Linked DNA regions of Sus scrofa: region 1 is linked to region 2. The links are chromatin contacts, called in public Hi-C maps. All regions are on one chromosome and are shown on one strand. Each heading gives the region's core, a stretch centred on a gene start, on an enhancer-like site or on the middle of the called end of the contact. The rest is flanking DNA. Distances are from core to core; before and after follow the strand shown. Region 1 overlaps PAM (peptidyl-glycine alpha-amidating monooxygenase). Region 2 holds the start of PAM (peptidyl-glycine alpha-amidating monooxygenase).

The links. A called contact is a pair of places that touch in the nucleus more often than the background predicts.
Region 1: a contact with region 2 is called in a Hi-C map of heart right ventricle, with 1.8 times the contacts expected there. The contact joins the enhancer-like site here to the promoter of PAM in region 2. A contact is called at or near these places in 5 of 47 Hi-C or Micro-C datasets (fetal heart ventricle, fibroblasts, heart right ventricle and 2 more) and 2 of 2 datasets of contacts at active chromatin or transcription factors (alveolar macrophages and skeletal muscle).

What each region holds. Positions count from the first base shown.
Region 1 is chr2:108,380,903-108,383,848 of Sscrofa11.1, forward strand. PAM (peptidyl-glycine alpha-amidating monooxygenase) reads left to right here. Exons shown (of 26, transcript XM_021084557.1): 4 at 227-347. Among named protein-coding and RNA genes, the nearest start is that of PAM, 130 kb to the left of the region's middle. Within about 2 kb of position 1,424, at least 3 of the 83 cell types and tissues checked have an H3K27ac peak or open chromatin away from gene starts, as enhancers often do.
Region 2 is chr2:108,254,584-108,257,283 of Sscrofa11.1, forward strand. It overlaps PAM (peptidyl-glycine alpha-amidating monooxygenase), which reads left to right and starts at 1,340. Exons shown (of 26, transcript XM_021084557.1): 1 at 1,340-1,611.

The DNA of each region.
Region 1 (2,946 bases), core at 174-2,673, 130 kb after region 2:
TCTACAATTCAATTCTGAGAATGTTACAGAACGTTATATGGTTATTACATCTTTTCTGGGTCTAAATCAACAATCTTTAATCTTTTTTTGTTTTTTTTTAACAATCCTTAAAGTCATAGAATTCATTTTTTTCATCTCATGTCAAGATTCCATTATGTTCAAGCTGTTCCATCTCATGTCCAGTTAAGATTCCATTATGTTCAAAGAAATTTTCTTATTTTTTAAGGTTTAAAGAAACTTCCAGATCATTTTCTAATGAATGTCTTGGTACCACCAGACCAGTAATTCCTATTGATTCATCAGATTTTGCATTGGATATTCGCATGCCTGGGGTTACACCTAAACAGGTGAGAGGAATTCTGTATTTCATTGTTCACATGTTCTGTATACAGTCTATAATTAAAAGAAAAATACTGCATTTATAGCAGTAGTTAGTTCTTTAAAAGGAGACATTTGCTTCCAAGACTCTTCAGATAGGGATAGAATAATTAAATATAAAGAGGAGTAAATTTTTGGTTAAATTTCTTTTTAAAAAGTTTACCCATATTATTTGTGTTTTGAAATGGAACCTTGAAAATTTATGTGTTGAAATTCTCAATGGAGTAATAGCCTCTAATGCAGCATGTAAGTATATATTAAAATATGAAAAAAATGTTGTAATAAAGATATATGATATTGAGAAGCTGCAGCTGAGAGATTGTGTTGTATGAATACCCTTCTATGGCAGCCACAGGTTGAAAAGTAAAAGCGTGAGTTTACTGCCAAGAATTTGAAAAATAAAATATTCTACACTTTGAAAAGTTAAAAAAAAAAAAAAAACTGTTCTTACAGGTGGCCGATTGTGAGTTTTCTTTAGCATGATTTGCTTGTCACAAGAGAATATATTTTGAAGAAATAGTGGCAGAACTCAAGCTACCGTGACTTAAAGAGCATTTTGAGTAGAACTAGGTTGTTGCTAGGGCTTTCCCTATTTTACGTGTAAACGAGAAGCTCAAACCCACTACTGTCATGTGTGCAAGGTGTTTCATTGAGCATGAAAAAGCCAGAATTAATTATGCTTTTCAGCCAGACAGTGCAGGGATTTATGTATGTCATTAAAAGATAGTCTTCTTCTTTTGAAACGCTGCAGAGACAGGGAAAGACCTAGGTGTTGTAGAGCTGCAGTGGCTGATGACTCACTGTTGCAGATAGCCTCCCCCTTGTCCTTTCTTTTTCTTTCTTTCTTTTTTAAAGTACTGAGAAAATAAAAGTGTTCTACATACTGTGGAGAATTCTTTTGAAATTAATGTTCAGAAGCTCAAAGACATACATGGTCCTTTTTGGACAACTAAGGATTGACATTCATTTATTTGAATATCCATGCGTTGTCTAAGTATTTATAAATAACTACTGTTGTAAAATTGGCCCTTACTCCCTCAGCCCTGCCTATCCCGAAATGACCAAGCAGATGACTTTTCTGTATGTTTAGTTATTAGTGTCCTGGCCTTTTCATTTTATAAGCTCTTTATTTAGTATTTAGTAAAAAGAGGTATAATGAGATTGGGAAGAGGAAAGAACAGTGATAGTGGCTCACTTCTCAAATCTGCTTCTTCTTGTCTCTTCTCACTTTTAAAAGTGATTTTTCTGCTGTATTTGCTTAAAATGACTTTATATTACTTTGTAAAAATATTCACTGGTTACTCATTAAGCCCTCTTTTCCAACAAAAATATCATTTTCTCAAATAGTCATTTGTTGTAGTTTGTTATTATTCTGTTGTTATTTTTTTTCTTCCCTTTGTTTTACAGTAAAAACACTTAAATTATTTAACAATAATCATAATAGTTAATGTGTTGGGGTGAACATTCTCAGAAAAAGTTCCTAGGGGAATTAATTATAAAAGAAGGAAGAGGAGCTCAATTTTCATAATCTTGTAATTATCAAAATAACTCTATGGATAAAACAACATATATTAATAAGGAAATTGCAGCATGTTATTTTGAACTGTCTGCGTTCAGCTTTGCCTCTTGCAATGCACGTTTGCTGGTTGCCTTTCCAGCCTACCATTCCTTCTCACTGTGGTTCCCAGGGAACTATTTACCCAGGATCCAGAGGTGGAGCACAGGGACTAGGATTAGCAAATCACTGTCTTCTACTTCCCTTTTCTTTGTGATTGGTTCAGAAGAAGGCATGTGACCTAGACCAATCCAGTCAAATCTTAGGACCTTTGCTGGGAATGCATTTTTTTTTCATGCATGTGAACAGAAGGTATGAAGTCCTAGGGTCTGCTGAATTCATGAGAGGAGCCATGTCTAGAATAAAACTCGTACTGTTGATGACGGTGCAGAGATACTGAAAGAATAGAGGCTCTTGGTCACATTGCTACTTAGGGACTTTTCCTTTATGTTAGCCTTTCTTGTTTCATCCAGATTGAGTTGGGTTTTCTCTGACTTGAAACTTAAACTTCCTACCTGTGTAAGTAATTACTTGTTCTGTCTGATCATCTCAGAACTGGTTTCTTCCACTTTCCCTATCACTTTCTATTGATCATGTGCCATGACTTGATCCAGCTGGCATATAGGTCATATACCTCATAAACTTTCATGAGAAATGATAATTATCCTCCTATTGAGAATACTCAGGAAGAAATAGATACAGAAACCCCAGAAACTCTTTTCCTCATGAACTTTTTCCTCATGAACTGAGTGAGGAAGATTCAGAACTGTGATAATATGAGTACTTTTGGTGAAGAAAGTATTCTTGTCTTAAAATGTAGATGAAACTAAGTTTAATACCCATCTTTAAGAGGAGAGGAGATAAGCAAGTAAGAAAGGAAACAAAAGAAAAAATGTTAGAGGAAAGGAATAAAAGATGAAAAGAAATCAGTAGTTGGCAAAAAAAAAATCAAGAAAATAGAATGATAAAGAACAGAAAGAAAAAGAAATCAAGAATAACTATAATATGAAGAC
Region 2 (2,700 bases), core at 90-2,589:
GAAGAGGGGCGGGTCAAGGCATGCGCTAGGTCCTGAAGTGTATCCTTGACTCTCCATCTCTGGCTGAAAATTCTTTATGGGAGGCAGTCCAGATATTCCAATCTATCCAATGCAAGCATCGTTGTTTTCCCTGCAGAGAAATGAATTTTCTTTCTGGTAGTTCCTCTATGGCTGGAGGGCTTTTGCCTCCTTCATTGCAGCCTCTCTCGCTCTTTGTAGGTTCTCATTTTCCTTACTTGCCTTCCACTGGCTTCTACCTCATCTTCTTCAGCATCCCTCCTCTCACGCTACCGACCCCCATCCCCCAAACCAAGGGCTGCAGAAGGAAAAAGCGCCTGGAAAAACCAGAACACTGAGCTGGATATCCTTGCCGGTCGTTTGGTTGGGAGAAGTTGGGGAAAGGAGGATAGGATTTTGGAAGATGCGAAGTGGCTGGTTTGGGGAATGAAAAGTCACGTTGAACACACTCTAGAGGTTACCTGAGGGGAAGTAAAGGCAGTAGCAAACACCTGCCCTTGAATTAAACGCGTATCAGTTTGTGCGTGGGGTCAGTAAAGCACAGCACCAAGCCACTTGAGTATAAACCTTTTCGGCTGGAACTTACCAACTCCGTGGCTCCCTGTTTTGCCCTGCTTTGGGATGAGGTAGAGAGGGAGTTGATTTCTGGGCTCCCTGCCTGCAGTTTAGGGGTGAAGCGCTAAGAGTGTGCGCGTTGAGCGCACTGCGAGCTGAAAAAAGGCCTCGCAAAAGGAACACGTAGAGGTGGGAAGCCAAGCTAGGAAAGGGGGTTTCTGGCGCCAGGCTTGGGGTGAGGGCAGGAAAGCACTTCGAAGCCATGAGCGAGGTGGCCAGAATCCAGCGACTGGGCAGAAAGGAAATTGCACTTTTTCCACAGGTTCAACCCCGGTGCCCCGCTGGCCGGTTCCGCACACTTTCTTTGCGGGAGTCCCCCAACCTGCGGCGGGAACAGGAGGTAGGGGGTCCTTGATTCTCTTGGGAAATATCCTCCTAGCCCCGCGCTGGGCGGAGGGAGAGTCCGACATTTTCCTCGGCCTCTCTCCGGGCAGCCGGCGTGGCCACCTGGCAGGGCTGCTTTTAGGGACTTGGGACTCGGGCGGAGCAAAGGGAGACTTTCAGGCCGGGCCTTGACCCCCTTCCCCCGGCGATAGTTCCAGCTCTCGGCCACTTACTGCCCACACGTGAGTCCAAACACCCAGGACAGCGAATCCCGCAGGGAAACCTCGGGAAGCTGCGCGCGACCGGGAGCTGACTCTGCGGGGACCTCCTTCCCAACCCCCGCGGCCCCCGCGCCCGAGGAGGCAGGGGCGGAGCGGAGGCGCGAGCACGGGGCGGGCTCGGGGGCGGCCGGCAACAGCGGAGCCGCCCCGCGGGGAGGGACTGGGAGCTGAACCCCTTATCCGAGGGCGAACTGCGGACGGGGTTGGGCCCCGCGCGCTCCAGGAGAGAGCCCCCTCCGCCGAGGCCGCCGCGTGCTCGGCCTTTCCCCGCCCAGAGAGCCGGAGCCTACCAACTAACTCCGCCCGCCGCGCCCTCCGCTCCGCCGCCCGCAGGCTCCCGCTTCCGTCCCGGACTGTGCCCGGGGCTGCGCAGGTTAGTACCGCGGCCGCCGTGGCCGCCACCGCTGCCGCAACCCGCGGGCGGTCGAGGCAAGGGTGAGGGTGGGAGCCGGGAAGGGGGCTAAGGAAGTTGGGCTGATGCTGGGCCGGGACGGGGGATCGTGCTGCCTCAGCTCCCTCCGCTTCTCGGCGCCCGAGGCGGTGGTTGATTTCCTCCCGGGAAGCTGGGGTCGCGCGGGCTCCAGAGCCGCGGCCAGGGAGGGTCTCGGGAACTTCTAGTCTATCTTTCTGAGTCCCCCTTGGCACCGCCACAGCCTTGGCTAGTAGTGAGGGGTCAGCCTCCCGTCCTGTCCTCACCTTCGCACTTCTCCTTGCGCCTCATCCTGTGGGTAAAATTCTTCATTCGCCGTTTCTTTTCTCAATTTGGGGAACTCTCCGTACTGTGGAGAAAGGCTCCCCGGTTCCCGCCCTCCCCTGAGACAAGTTTGGGGTGCAAGCTGGGGCCGCTGGGAGGGCAGAAGGGCTGGAGCCAAGTAGCGACCCGAGTTGATTATCAGCGAGTGCCGGGCAGCTATGGAAATTCCCTCTCCTCTTCTCTCGCGTCCTTGCCCAGCTCTGCTCTCCTCCCTGCAGTTTTGCCGGCCCTGTACGCCGGCAAAGGGCGATCGCAGAGGCCAGATGGAAAGTATCCATTACTTAGATACTTGGAAAATGGGAATTTAAGCCTGCTTTCAGCCACCCAACCTTTGTTGGGTGTAGCCTTTGTACCCGATCCTTTTGGACACCTTACGTTCTCATCTGTGAAATGCGGGTCTGCTTTTCCCACCGCTGAGGGTCCTTGTGACGATCCGGTGGGATGATCTCAGTGTATTACTTAATTTTGAGCCATTGTATCTGGTCTCATAAAGGTGCCTGACGGCATGTCCAGTGTTCTAATTCTCTGAGTTGTGGTCCTTCGTGTGAGACATAATTATGTCTCTTTAGATGATTTGGCCAATAGCTTTGTTTGTATTTCTGGATCTGATTATTAATATTCAGAGTTGAAATCGTCTCTTCCTCACCCAACCCGATGTACAAAGCTATGGACCTTTCCTATTTCTGTGGTCACAGGATTTCAAATAGC